Linked DNA regions of Hordeum vulgare: region 2 is linked to region 1. A link is a contact called in public Hi-C data. All regions are on one chromosome and are shown on one strand. Each heading gives the region's core, a stretch centred on a gene start, on an enhancer-like site or on the middle of the called end of the contact. The rest is flanking DNA. Distances are from core to core; before and after follow the strand shown.

Region 1 (7,656 bases), core at 2,756-5,255:
TATATAAACCATAACTTATTCCAAGAATACCATGACCCTTGTTCCATGAAAGCAGTTTTACAAGTCTCGTCAACTTCTCTGTCCGATGCTCTTTCTTTATTAGCCTACATATGTCTCTGTCTTCTTTCCCTGAATAATCTGTAGTGTTCATTATATGGAAAGGAACATTGACGTCCCATTTTTTGAACTCCTCTTCCCAAGCAAACAGCATCCCGCGAGGTGCAATAATCACTGGCCGGCAGTCTGGAAATACCTTCATATATGTCTGGATAAAAACAATAGCTAAACGTGTCTTTCCTGTCCCTGGGGCATGACAGATCACACATCCTCCAACAACATCAGGTTTAGCTCCATGCTTCAGCTCATCAAGCCTAATATCACCGACTAGATTTGTCCACATAAATTCAAATGCTTCGCGTTGATGCTGATACATACTAGTAATGACACCAGGGATGAGATCCCATACTGTTCCGTATAGATGGAGATCTTGAGATTGCCCGTCAACACTTCCAGCTTGTTCACAAAGATCATGATACATCAACGCTTCCTTCAAATAAGATCCATTTCGCCAAGGAGTTTTTTCTGCGTAATTTGAGACCTGAAATGAAAGAATGAGTTAACTGATGAAACTTACCTTTGTATTGTGGAGTGAGCTAATATTTCGAGGGAAAAAAAATATGGCTCACCATTGACGGTAAAACAAATCTGATTTCCAGATTTACCAAGGAGCAGTATTTGCATCTGATACCTATTTGGTCGTCAATAATAAATTCATGCTTCCCTCTAGAACAAGGTGTTTTAGAAGGTAGTCCAAGATCTAGCACATTGCTCTCTCCTTGGTGCTGCAATATAATACAGGCTAATCATTTCAACCAGTTGTCTCAACAAGATGATGATGTAAATATAAGCATGCGACAAGTAGAAATTCTAGGAGGAGTAATATGGTGCATTATATAATTGAAGTTGGCCAGATTCTCCTAGATGTAACATTTCTAGTGTAATACACAGATAGCATTAAGTAATCTTTAGTTTCTACGGAAAAGGAACAAATGGTCAGAGGTACATCTGTTATAGTAGCAGTGGCGGATCTTGACAGAGATTGTTGAAGGGGCTAAGCAGTGTTGAGGGGGTAAAGAATGCAAATTATGCTTCAATTTTGACTAATATTTGATACTTAAGCCCAACATTAAGTGTATACACATGATGGATTTTCTAGAGTAGGGAGGCGATGGCCCCCTTTGGCCCTAGGGAAGCTCCGCCACCAGTTAGTAGCATAAAGTATGGTCTGTGTCAACATTAGCTGATCATGCCAAGCAGAGATAATCACTCTCAAAGCGTGTTCCCTTAAAATATTGGTAAACATTGAAATTATGAAACTAGTCCTGTTCTTTTATCTGAGGATACAGGGATGAAGCTGCGATGGGTCAGCGTCACATTAGGTGAAATCCCTTCTTTTTTCTTGATCAGCGTGAATCATAAGCTCCATGTTCCTTAAACTGGTCTAGTCTGAGTCTTCAGAAGTTAATCATGTTATATATTCAGATTGGATATCATCTCGATACAGCTCAGTCTGTGCAGTTATTAGCTTATAGCCAGGTCTAGTTAAACAACTGCAGAAATTTTAAAATTGAACACCTACTTTAAAAAAATAAGGGATTGGTTACCATAATCAAATCAACAACACGGAGGAAAACAGAAGAATAACAGTCATGCATCTGCAAGGTCAGAGACAATTGTCATGCTGCAATACAAACGTACCTCGTCATCATAGTAGGTTCCAATATTCTCTGATTCTAAAGCAAAGTCAAAGTCACCCCATAGCATATTTTCTTTGGCACTTTGCTCTGGTATGTCAGCTGGTGTAGAAGTTTCAGTGCCAAATGAGAATACCAATGGATGAGGATCCTTGAAATTATAGTCGAACTGAGGATGCTGCTCAAAAGGAGAGAATCCTCCATCTTTATCACTACACATTTTATCCATCAGAAGCTTCAGAAGTGACTGCCGCTTTAGCGTTTTTGCACCTAAACGACTGGATTTCTTGGCAGATTTTCCAGATTTTGATGACAAATGCTTCTTTTCCCTCCCAATTTTGCTATCATCACCATGCCTTTTGTTCTGATCCGAACTGGATGGGCTAGAATCCGAATCCAAATGCCGCTCAAACAATTGACGTTCCTTAGTCGTCGTTTCAAGCTTCAGCCTTTTCCTCCTCTCAAGATCCCAAGTAAAATATGACTGCTTCTGATGCTGCGTAATGTCATTGCCCACTGGACCCTCGCTGCCATCTTTATCAAAGTTCAGTGGTTGAATCCCTGGTTTTTTGTGAACCTCCCACTTGAAACCATCTGCTACAGTATGATCACCTATCTCATCATCAGATGAGTCAGTTCTGTGGTGGGTTTGTATCCTCCTCCCTGGCTTTGAGTTGTTGCACCTGTTTGGGGTTGCTTTTTGTATTCTCTTCCCTCTATTATTATTCATATAAAGAGGCAAATGCCCTGCCCTTACTTTTACCGAAGATGAGGCCATTTCTTTCTTGCGTTTTCTCATTTCGGCCTCTTCTTCCTCTTTCGCTTTCATTTTTGCTTCCTCTTCTTCCAGTTCCACTTCTGAATCATGACTGGCACTATTGTCATCGTCGTCACTGTCACCATCCTCGTCGTCCAGTTCCACTTCTGAATCATCCTCCTCTTCTGGCTCATCGGACAACTCCTCAAAATACGCATTGTACGACATCCTATCTTGCTTAAGCCCCCATAATGACCGAGTCCTCCATGCAACACATGGCACGACAGGTTCCTTTTTTCGCAGCAACGGTTTCCTCTTCGAGGCCTTACTGGCATCATTGAGCACTTTTACTTCCTCGTCGGAATCAAGAATTTCTATATGCGATTTCCCTTGACTAAAGCCCGTCGCTCCTTCTTGCTTTGTCTCCACCTCATCCTTGATAACATCTTCTTCTTTGTCCTCCTCATGGCACCTAACCTCACCAGCAACAACCTTGTGATCCACCGGATCCTGCGCTCCCGCCTTAGCATCATCGTTGATTGGCGCCTTAGCATCGTCGTTGATTGGTTCAGACATGCCACATTCATCTGCATCATGCATAAAATCGTCATCATCACCATCATCAGTGAATCCCATCTCATCCTCGGATTCCTCCAAATCACCACCATTACCGTAAGCACCATTACTTGCCTCCAAATTATCACCATTACTGTAAGTACGGATCAGATCTGCAACCAGTCTTTCCTCCAACATCTCGTCGTCATAGTCATCTTCATAGTCATCTTCAGATGCTGCGACCTCCCCACCCATGGCATCCCCCTCGGACGGCAGCTCCCTGTTTCCACAGTCCACTGTATCCTGTTGGTTCATATGCTCCTCGTCCCCATGAAAACCAGCACCCAGCCGACCTCTGTCTGCATCGCCTGATACCGCCTCACTCCCACGATGACTGGAATTCGAACCATTGACCGCCCCACTCCTACGATGCTCATTGATTCGATCCCCACTAGCGGCGCTGCGATGCTCGTGGCTCCCCTGGCCAATGCCGCATGCCTCGTCGGCGCGAGATTCGCCATTATCATCGCCGGAAGCATCATCACCTCGCCGCCCACCGCCGTCACACCGAGGCACCTCCACCCAGTCTCCACAGGCGGGCGCATCCGCCTCCGCCTCCGCCTCTGCCTCCTTGCTCTTCCCCGAGGCGCGCGGGGGCCGCCCACGACGATTCGGTCTCGTTTCCGACTTGGAAGGCCGGGCGCCCTTGCTCCCACCGCCTCCGTCGGCATCCGCGCCCGTCGTCCCCTTCCTCCTCCTCTTGGCCCTGGGCGCCTCCTCCGGCGCCGGCGGCTGCATCGTCAGCCTCCTCGATCGGGTCCGCGTCGCCACCGACCCAACCAGCGGCACCGGCGTCGTCGCCGCCGAAGAGGAGGAGGAGCGCCTGCTAGCGGCGGCAGCAGCAGCCGCAGGTGCCGCCCCGTCGTCGGCGGCATCGAGGTCGATGACGATCGCCTCGGCGGCGCCGCGGCGGCGCGCGCGCGTGGAGGGCGCCGGCGGGGATCCTCCGCCGCCGCGGGCGCGGCGGCGAGCGGAGCGATCCATGCGGGGCGGGGCGTGGAAGGGAGAGCGAGTCTGTTTCCGGAACGGCGGAGGCGAGAGTCGTCAGGTCAGGTGGGGGGAGGAGTCAGCAGACGCATGGTAGTAGTAGTAGTACTACTAGTCCTACTACTACCTGACGCTCTCGCGGTTAGCGGGCGGAGGGTGGGGGTGGGGGGGGTTTATGTCGACGCCCAGCGCGGCTGACTTGCGGGCCAGGGCGAGGGGTTTGGTGGCCCTGGTCCACGAGGGGAGAGAAGAAAAGCCCGCGAAACGGCGGCCGGGGCCGGGGCCGGAGTCCGAGGAGGCTGGATCGGGTGCGGCAACCGGCCTGCAGCCGCGTGCGTGCGTCCTTGTCGTCGCCACTTTTCCGGGCTTTTCCTCTCTCTGGAGAGAGGGGAATCCCGCCGTGGGTTCCGTGCCACCGTCACTCGTCCCCCTCACTCAGCCTTTCGGCCGCTTTCGGAAGCGACGGACGCGTGAAAGCCGTTACCACTGGCCACTGCGGGGCTTCCATTTGGCCCTGTATGTATTTACTGCTCACTTTCGAGCTGGCTATATTCATGCCGCTCTTTTACCGGCTATCCTTAACGGCCGCGCGCATTTAATCTACTGCACACGGCCAGCGCGATGATTTCGCAGTGGATTGGTGCGTAAAGGCCAAAACCACTGTGCGTTTTACAGCGAACACAATTAGAGTTGAGTAACCGGATTCTTAGTTAGGAGTCAATTTTAGCCTGTGTTTTCAGACACTTTGTAAGAATGAAAGATGAACCTTATAATAAAAAAATAGTATTTCTAACCAATTACTCCCTCCGTGTGTTATTTTTTCAAAAAATCAAACTTCTCAAACTTTATCACAGAAATATCAATATCTAGTATACGAAGTCATTATCACTAGATTCACCCTGAAATATACTTTTATATTATATATATTAGGTAATGTAAATATTTATATATTTTTCTATAACGTTGGTCAAACATAGACAACGGTCGACTTTTTGAAAAACTAATACACCTTATATTTAGGCCCTGTTTGGAACCACAATAGATTATGATAATCTGCATTATGAAGATAGATTATAATCTGGTTTATAAAAATAATCGAGGTGAACATGTTTGGACGCCAGATTATATAAACTGTAATCCAGGTTTACATTGCATAATGGCTTGCCTGCCCTCTGTTTTTTTTAAAGAGGAGGGTGGCGGTGGTAGGAATGTAATTAAATCCAACTTTACAAGGGTAATGGGTCACTAGCAATTTATAATCTGATTTTAGCTGGGGTAGAGTAGATTATGAGTTTTTAATAATCTGTCTATCTAGTTTTTATAATCTACACCATAATCTGTCATGTGTGAAGACAAAATAGATTATAAAAACTGGATTATATAATCTGAGTGGTTCCAACCAGGGCCTTAGGAACGGAGGGAGCATTGTACATATTAGCTATAAAATGGGTTATGGATGATATCGCAAAGCCTTATAGCCAGCAGCTGGCTATACTATTAACCATGATCCGTACTACTACTCGCTTCAATTTTATTTACTTCACGCATTTTTAAATCCTCACGGTTTAGAACGTGTGATTGAAAATTCTCTATAACCTAGGTGGTTATTGATTGAATGTGAGATGGATTAAGAACTAGCATTCACATTACACATACATATAGAAGTAGTACAACATAGTACTAATTAGCTGCTAGGAGTAAATGCAATGCACCCTATACCTTATCTATTATAGAAATGCACGTAAATTTAACTGTGTCTTCTAAACTGTGACTATTAGCTTTGTCTTAAGTCAAACTTTATAAACTTTAACCAAATACATAAAAATATATTAACATCCATAATACCAAATCAAGTTAAAAATGCCCGATCCTATTTTTAGTGGACAAGTGCGTAATCATTATTCCAAGGTGTTTTTTATATAAGATGATTTTTATTAGTTCGAAATAAAGCATCAAGGGGACACACAATGAACAAACACTACTTTTTTTGCGAGATAATACTTGTATTATTCAACACTCGAAGATTGCAATCACGACTCGCAATGCCAAGGAGTGCATCCGGATCCAAACCAAGCCACACAACAGTTTGGCATTGTGATCGTCCAAAACTTGCCAGGAAGTGACTAGCATTGTTTTTGCTACGGGCAATATGAGTAATACAAGAATTACGCTCGATCAAACTATCTTTGATCTCCTTTATTAAAAAGACATATTTAGATCTATTGGCATCTCCCCCTTGAATCATCTTCATTACTTCTAAACTGCCCGATTCAACAACAATAGGTAGATTGCTCCATTGCAAAGCGAGTAAGAGGCCCTCTTGAATGCCCGAAATCTAAGTTTCAAGCACGTCATCACAAGAAAAAAGATATATACATGAGCTGAATATGATGTTGCCACGTCGGTCCCTAAGGATCATACATGTTCCTGCAACACAATTCAAAATAGACCCATCTATGTTGAGCTGCACCCATCCATCCGCTCGTGGAGACCAAGGACTATGTTCTTGACGCCTCCTATAACATGTGGGTGCCGCCAGAGGGAAACAAACTTGAGCTAGGAACTTCCCTTTTGTGTGGTCAGCATTTGGATTTGCTGCAATGGAGTTCAACGAGGCGACGCAGCTAGATAGAAAGCGGCGGGAAACATAAATTGGAGATGCAGGTTTGTGGTGGACTAACTCATTCCGAACACACACTCTGTCTCTACACTAGCAGAACGCCCATGCGTTGCTCCGAGCTATGCGGCCTGTTATCTCTAACATCCGAGTTCAACACAAAACCACCATCCGATGATGCACCCTTCCTTTTTCTATCAGAACCTCCCCCTCTCGCTCGGTTTTTTACCGTAGTGATACATTTCTCATTGTAGGCACCTCCTTTAAAATCAAAGGACGTCCACCTCATCTTTGCCGTGCATTGCAACAACGATAAACTTTTCCATGTTAACAATATAATAGAGTGGGTTAAAATAACACATAATATTGACAACAACAAATAATTATCATCACCGACATTGGAAGTGAGTGGCAACGTAAACGTATTCGTATAGACACCAATAAGTTTCACCTCCATCCCACATACCATTCATTGCTAGAAGGGATAATTATCGCTCTTCTCTTACCCGTCCTACCCTACATCTTCTACTCATAGCCTATTCGTTAACCTGTTTCATTAGCATCAACCAACACCACATCAACATTAGTGTGGTCGTCATCGACGCCTCATCTTCTTCTTTCTCATTCCTATTTAAATGGACCTAATTAATTGCATATGTAATTAAATTTCTAGCTAATAAATTGCATTGGAGGTTTGATTTTCAAATTGATATAGTGCTCGGTTTCTAAAATATTTTTGCATGAATGGCTGCTATGAACGACGATGACAATGATCAAGTACTATAGGACATATTTTGTTAACGAATTTCCTGACATTTGAATGAACATATTTGATTTGAGAAGGTAGCATGTGTGGCTCTCTATATGACTGTCAAGAAATATAATATGACCACATCCACGAACGCTTGTACGTAAAACACAGCATG
Region 2 (7,656 bases), core at 3,152-5,651, 230 kb after region 1:
GCGGTTAAAAGAAAAACAAGTAGGTACCCTGCTCTAAGCTATACTTCGCCCAGAAAATACTTTGCATATACAGAGGAAAAACACAAGTGTTGTGGCATCTTAGGGTCCAGTTGTCTATTAAGCTTAGTGTAGAAGTATCTAGGGTGAGGGTGTGGGTGTGTGTGTGTGTGTCCTGTTAGAAGAGTGTGGGAAGAGTCCAGCTATCTCCTAGATGAACCCAGCCTCATCGAGAAGTATCCAGGGTGTATTGTCCTAGTAGAAGAGTGAGCCCAGTTGTCTCTTAGATGGACTCAGCCTAGTCTAGAGTTATCTAGGGTGTGTTGAATTACTGGTCAGCATTGTTCAAAAAATGCGGAAAGTGTAAGCGAAACGGAAGGCCACAGCTTAGAGTCCTTAAGCGTTTTTTTTTCTTCAAATTGGCTAGAATTTGACAGATTTTTGAATAATATACACAGGTAAGTAGTAAACATGGCACATGGGCAATTGAATAGCATCTAAAGTACAGTTCACAACATAGCAAATACACATCAGGTTCGCATGGCAAGCTAAATAACAACTAAAATGCAGTTCAGTTCAAAACAGTCATAGCCTAATAGAGATCATGTGGCCAGAATTTTTACAGAATATGAGGGAAATAGTTCCCAAACAGAGCCTAATAATAAGATAAATGGCATATTGCCATTATTGCGCAAGCAGACAAGCAAAAGTAGTTAAAAAACAGCCAAATTCTGGCCAATTTTGAAACCCCACTTAATCTACCGCTTAAGGCAAAAGCAAAGCGGTTTGCCATCGCTCGGCGCTTAAGCGTCACTTAAAAAACGCTTTCTTGAACACTGCTGATCAGTGAACAGTAACAGACACAAAGTGTCTATACAAGGATGTATCTCCCTTGTAATGAAGCAAGCAATGAAATATCCAGTTCCTACCTATGCTTCTCTTCTACCCCTCTAATTCTCCTGTCTTTCCCCAATACCATTCTACTGTACCACGCGGCGCTTAAACGGTGACGACCCTCGCGCCCAGCAAGTATCCCCCCCCCCCCCCTACAACCTCCGTAGCCAACGTTGGCTACAACAACAAGGCATCATTTATACACAAGAGACTGGGAAGGCGAAGAAGAGAAGTGATGCATTTTTTTCTGTCAAGCTTGAGAAACCAAACTCAACATGTTCATTTTAGGTTTTGCTTTCACCAATTCCAGGCAAAAAAGAAAGCACAATTCAAGGGAATAACTAAATCTGGTAAAGCAGGCCTAGTACCAACCACAACCATATCCCAGGAACCTAGCCGTTGACCTAGCCAAGAGAAAGATTTATATGTAAACCAGCCCCACTGATTACCAAAATAACAATAATGTGAAGTTGTACATATTTGTGTGAACAAGAAAACAGGTACCAAAATACGAACCGAGCTTACTTCATTTGAACCTTTATTTATAACTGCTATATTTCAGATCTTTTAAATTTTAACACATCAGGCATAAATGCTTGCACGCTGTGGCTAGGAGCAATTAGCTCCCTGTTCACACAATCTACAGTCAAATGTTTGAATCCTCCAAAAAGAAATTAAGTCATACATTTTTTTACATTAAATTAAGTCATACATTTTTTTCACATTAAATAAAGTCATACATGAAAGCAGTTTGTCCAGTTAATCCATTAGCGGATTCAAAGTGGTCTTTCTGGGATAACACAAGAACCCCACAGGAGCAGACCAATTTCAAGTTTTTCCCAGTCATACTTACAGTCCAGTCGAGCTTTCAAAACGATGTTTTGAGTTGTGACGTAAAAACTGTTTCACCCATGCAGTTATCACATCATCAATGAACAGTGTACTTAGCCATACACATGTTACATTCAAGAGTCACAGATAACATATCTTAACCAGACCTAGATTAAAATTATAAATATATTGACCATATTGAGAAAACTGAGAGGCTGCTAAACCTGGAGAAATGGTCGTCTAAGCAGCAACTCGGCAAAAATACAACCAGCAGCCCAAACATCAACGGCAGATCCATACTGCTTAGTGCCAAACAGTAACTCCGGCGCTCGATACCATCGTGCAAAGACCTAAATGTGGTGAAAAAAAACAGTCAAGTTTCAAGTGCCCATCAGGAGCATGTAAATCAAACGGAAGATAAAGTACAAATTAATCATATTGCAGTAAACCACACTATGAAATAAGCTTAGAGATGGTACTTGCCTAGGTGATGTTTAATGTTTATACTGAATAAAAGTGATGGACTAAGAGCTCTTCCAGATATGATGTAACTTCTATGCTGAGAGGATCTAATGTAACTTGCAAGAACAAAAATCCACAGCAAGCATAAAACATTTACAATAGTTAACGTCCTTTTTCTAATCAGCATCGGCGAGTTTGAAGGAAGCATCCTTGTTGAATCGATATTTTTTAGCACTTATTATCATTACATCACGCCTATGTTGACATCACCAACATCGACGGTCCCAAGCCTGGGTAAAGGAGGAGGGTTGTGATAGGCTTGGCGAGCTAACGTCAAAACTCAGCCACTCTTATGGAGATGAAACCCAGAAGAAGATTGTTGTTGACATCACCAACGAATTAACAAATAGCAATCCAAAACCTCATATAGGAAGCAAATATCCTCAGAATAGCGTAAAATATTGTATATGTTTGTTCTCTCCAGAAAGCTTTTCCATCCTAGAATAGTCAGCAGCACCAAGAATACTTCAAGCTGGTTTAAGATATTTTATCTTTTAAACTTAACAGGCAATTGCTACCACGAGGAGATATAATCCACAGACAAATTTATCTACCTACCAAAGTGCTATGGTACTCCAACTTAATATTGTTACTGTGAATAATTGTACGATTGATAAATACTGGCAAGCATGTATCATGTTCTTAATGGATACGAAGAAAATTAGAAGCATCAACCAGCATTATACAGACAGCCTAGAGGCATATACAGCATAAGAAGTAATAATACCACTTGAAGAAAGTTGTCAGATTACATTTTTATTTCTATAACCAGTTTCTGGGATTTCTGAGAGTCTGGGACACAATTAACTGAACGCATATTTAAATAGATATATCAACAAGAACCTGGTGGGTAAAGTTCCGTTCTGGGCTCCCGAATATGCGTGCAAGACCAAAGTCACCAAGCTTGAGCTGTCCTTCAGCACCGATAAGTAGATTATTTGGTTTCATATCCCTGCAGCACAGCTTCTGTTAAAGACTCGAATGTTGTTTTCTCAAAAATAAAAATAGCCAGATAGTAGGTACCTGTGCAACACCCATTTCTTATGGCAAAAGGCTAGACCTTTCAGCATCATCTGAATATAAGATTTTATGTCCGCTGGAGATAATACAATGTTCCTGTCACGAATGACTGCTTCCAGGTCTGTTTCCATAAATTCAAATACAAGGTGCAAGTTTCCCTTGTAAGGGAAAGCATCAATTAGCTCTATAATATTAGGATCTTTCAGCTCCTTAAGCAGCTTGATTTCCCTCAATGCAGTGAAGTTGACACCTTCCTTGTACTTCCCTAAGCGGATTCTCTTGATCGCAACAGTCTCCCCAGTCTGAAAATAAAAGCCATGGCATTCATAATCATTAGCTTAAATGGACTGAAGTATCATCAAAAGCAGAAAGCAACCTATCAGACTCAAACCCAGAGAGCTGAAAGAGTTAACTTGGGAATACTGAACACCTCTGGAATGAAATTTTAACACCTCAGACCCCTAGCCCTACTATCACAGAGATGCAAGACTATTAAGCACCAAATCAACGCTGACAGTGAAGGAGGCAAGGTGAATTGCCTTCTCCTCTAGCCTCCGCTGAGAAACAACCCTAGCCGATTCACGCCGAGCCAAGAACATCCAGCTAGGCCAATTCACAGAGCAGCCGCGGCCAAAAGCAATAAACCCTAAGCTCAATCGCTCGACAACCTATATCCAACACAAAGCAGACGGACGGACCAAGGGCGCATATGGCCTAATTCTCGAGGGGCGGGCGCAGATCAGCGCGCCGCGAGGGTTTAGGAGCGGGGGTAGGGGGAGGGAAGGACCGACCTTGGTGTCGATGGCCTTGAAGACGACTCCGTACGTGCCCTCTCCGAGGACCTCGCGCTTCAGGTAGCGGTCCGTGACGCGCTTCTCGCCCGCGTCGTCGCCGCCGCCGCCGGTCGCCATGTGGGGCGGGGCCCACCGCCAGCCTCCCCTCCGGAGGGGGCGGCGCAGGCGAGGGGATCCCGGGGAGCACGGGGTGGGCGCTGCGGGAGGGGCGGCGGGTGGGGGAAGGGGCGGCGGGTGGGGGAGGGGGCGGCGAGGTGCGGCCCTGCCGTTCGGCGCCGGGGGGGAAGAGGAAAGGAAGAAAAGAAAATTCCGTGTTTTCGCACTTTATTTCGGCCTAGGTGTTTGTTCCGGACTCCGTTTGTAAATGGGTTTGCCTTTTTGTTTCTTGGCCTTGGACCGCTCCTCCACGCCCGTTTGTTGATTGCGTGAGCTGGGCCAGCTCGCTGCTGAGTGTTCGTTCGTTGTTTCGGACCGTTTGAACCGCGACCAAAGACCTAGGGCAGAACCAAGTACTATCAGTTTTTTCTCAAAGAAGCAACTACAAGGCGTGCTTGCCCAACATAGTCCCGGACGACTAGGGTTTTCCAGTCCTCCGACAGCGGCGCAGTCGTGAGTTTTCTCCGACGAAGCCTGCTTCGTTGTTCAGTCCCCCTTACCATCCGCTCATCTCCCTACCCTCTCCCCCCCCCCCCCCAAAGGATCCCCCGGGGGGTCCTTCTGGTCCAAGAGGTGCGGCGACTGTAGCTAGGGTTTTAGGGGTTTATCCAATCTTGGCTATCACAATCGGCCCGATCATGTCGGAGTCGCAGGAAAACCTAGGGAAGCAGGATGCAGGGGTAGGAGCGACAAGCAACCTGCTGGAGAGGCTGACACTGCAAGATGACGAGGTTGATGATCTGATCTGGGAGGAAGAACTTGAAGCCGAGGATATTAAACCCAAGTGGTTAGCCCTGGGGCGCTTACTCACAATGAAAAACTACAGCCATAGTGCGTTTATTGCAGAGATGAGGGCTGCTTGGAATCCCGCCCTCAAGGTGGTTTGGAGAAGGATTGATGCAAACCTTTTCTCGGTTCAGTTTAACTGTTTTGGAGATTGGAAAAAAGGCTATACACCAGGGGCGGTGGGACTTCAAAGGCCATGTTGTGATCCTGGCAGAATATGATGGATTCACTAACCCAGAGAAAGTTAAGCTAGATAAGCTCGAGACTTGGTGCCAAATTCATAAACTACCTAATGGTGTGCTTAAAAGTGAGAGGGCACTAGGGAATCTAGCTCAACGGATCGGTGAGGTTCAAGAGGTTCAGGTTACTCTTCCTAATGGCTTTGCAGGCGAATTTATTCGCGTCAGAGTCAAATTGGATGTGAACAAAAAACTCACACGAGTGGTTGGCATCACAAAGGGTGGAGAACACATAGAAATACTTGATGAAATTTGAAAAGCTACCCACCTTCTGCCATGCTTGTGGGTTGATGGGGCATTGGTGTGAGGAGTGCGGCACAAGAGAGCATGATGTAACCAAATTTGAGTGGGCGGATTTCCTTCTTGCTCCGAGACGGGGAAGAGGAGGAGGTCGTAGTAATGGTGGTCGAGGGAGAGATTCCCGGCCTTTTGGCCCCTCCAATGGTAGAGGGGATGGTGATGATGAGGATGACTAAGCAGGCGCTTTTGGAAGAGGCAGAGGACGGGGTATGCATGATTCTGCAAAATGGCGGTATAACACTGCCTACAATCAGCCAGCTACCACGCATGAACCAGGATGTGCTGATAAGGAAGCCCTGATGACTGAGAATGCAGGAAATCTGAGCCTGGATGAGACCAGAAGGCAGGTTGTGGTGGTGATGGATACAAATGTCCTAGGGAAACGATATGCAGAGGATTTGGGAGCTACCGCGAATCATAGCAGCGAAGGGTTCCCGCTGGTGGGTGCTGGAGCGATTGTTCCCACGGGTAATACAGCGGATAAGGTGGAAAAAATTGATGGGGGAAATAATGGGAGCATTGAGCTAATGGGGACACCGCGGGAAAATGAAAATAAGAAGAAGATGAAAGGTGGAGACGGTGAAGCAATTGCAAACAGTTCCAATGTTGTATCGGCGGCCTCCTCAGCGGAGGTTCGCCGGGATCAATGAAAACCCTAGCATGGAATTGTCGTGGGATGCTTTCGCATACGGCAGTTCGTGAGCTCTTGCACTTGCAAGGGCGTGTGAAAGCGGATGTGGTTTTTTTGTATGAATCGCATCTGAACAAAATAAAGGAGAATGAAATTAGGAGTAAGTTAGGGTTTGATCACATGCATGTCGTAGAAAGTGATGGTCGGTCTGGAGGGCTTGTACTCTTTTATAGTAACTCCAATGAAGTGGTTTTGAATTACTCATCGCCTAATTTCATTTATGGTTTTGTGATGGATGGCAACGATGTGGCTTGGCGCTTGACTGGATTCTATGGAGAACTCAACTGGGACCTGAAACACCTATCCTGGTCTTATTTGAGGACATTGCATAGCAACATGTAGGGGCCTTGGATGATCATAGGAGATTTTAATGAGATACTAGTAGCTAGTGAAAAGGAAGGGGGAAATATCAGGCCCTCACACTTCATGCAAAGCTTTAGAGATTGTATAGAGGAATGTGGTTTGCAGGAAATTATGTATATCGGGGACGATTTTACATGGAGTCGAGGAGTGATAAAGGAACGCCTTGATAGAGCTCTTTGTACCGAAAAGTGGGCTGAAAAATTCCCATATGCAGTCCTTGTTCACGAACACCATACCCACTCAGATCACCGTCCTCTAGTTTTGGACACAAACTACTTTGCCGGCGTGCTTTCACAACATGCAAAGGGGGAGAGGAGATTCAAAGCAAGGTGGTTGAATGAAGAGATAGTACATGAGATAGTCACAACAGCCTCGTGTTGGGGAACGTCGCATGGGAAACAAAAAATTTCCTACGCGCACGAAGACCTATCATGGTGATGTCCATCTATGAGAGGGGATGAGTGATCTACGTACCCTTGTAGACCGTACAGCAGAAGCGTTAGTGAACGCGGTTGATGTAGTGGAACGTCCTCACGTCCCTCGATCCGCCCCGCGAACAATCCCGCGATCAGTCCCACGATCTAGTACCGAACGGACGGCACCTCCGCGTTCAGCACACGTACAGCTCGACGATGATCTCGGCCTTCTTGATCCAGCAAGAGAGACGGAGAGGCAGAAGAGTTCTCCGGCAGCGTGAAGGCGCTCCGGAGGTTGGTGATGACCTTTTCTCAGCAGGGCTCCGCCCGAGCTCCGCAGAAACGCGATCTAGAGGAAAAACCGTGGAGGTATGTGGTCGGGCTGCCGTGGAAAAGTCGTCTCAAATCAGCCCTAAAACCTCCGTATAGATAGGTGGGAGGGAGGGGACCTTTCCTTGGGGCTCAAGGAGCCCCAAGGGGGTCGGCCGAGTCCAAGGGGGAAGGTTCCCCCCCAAACCGAGTTGGACTTGGTTTGGTGGGAGGGAGTCCTTCCTTCCCTTCCCACCTCCTTTTTTTCTTTTCTCCTTGATTTTCTTCTCTAGGCGCATAGGGCCCTCTTGGGCTGTCCCACCAGCCCACTAAGGGCT

Evidence for each region. Hi-C and Micro-C count contacts between places; a contact is called where the count stands out from the background.
Region 2: a Hi-C map of leaf shows a contact between it and region 1, with 3 times the contacts expected there. The contact joins the promoter of LOC123442302 here to the promoter of LOC123442278 in region 1. A contact is called at or near these places in 3 of 6 Hi-C or Micro-C datasets (leaf and seedling) and 1 of 1 datasets of contacts at active chromatin or transcription factors (embryo).

What each region holds. Positions count from the first base shown.
Region 1 is chr1H:423,601,983-423,609,638 of MorexV3_pseudomolecules_assembly, forward strand. LOC123442278 (SNF2 domain-containing protein CLASSY 3-like) reads right to left here and starts at 4,006. Exons shown (of 5, transcript XR_006630462.1): 1 at 1,759-4,006; 2 at 687-842; 3 at 1-598.
Region 2 is chr1H:423,836,535-423,844,190 of MorexV3_pseudomolecules_assembly, forward strand. It overlaps LOC123442302 (cyclin-dependent kinase D-1), which reads right to left and starts at 4,402. Exons shown (of 7, transcript XM_045118323.1): 1 at 4,056-4,402; 2 at 3,268-3,566; 3 at 3,088-3,196; 4 at 1,947-2,072. The coding sequence starts at 4,175.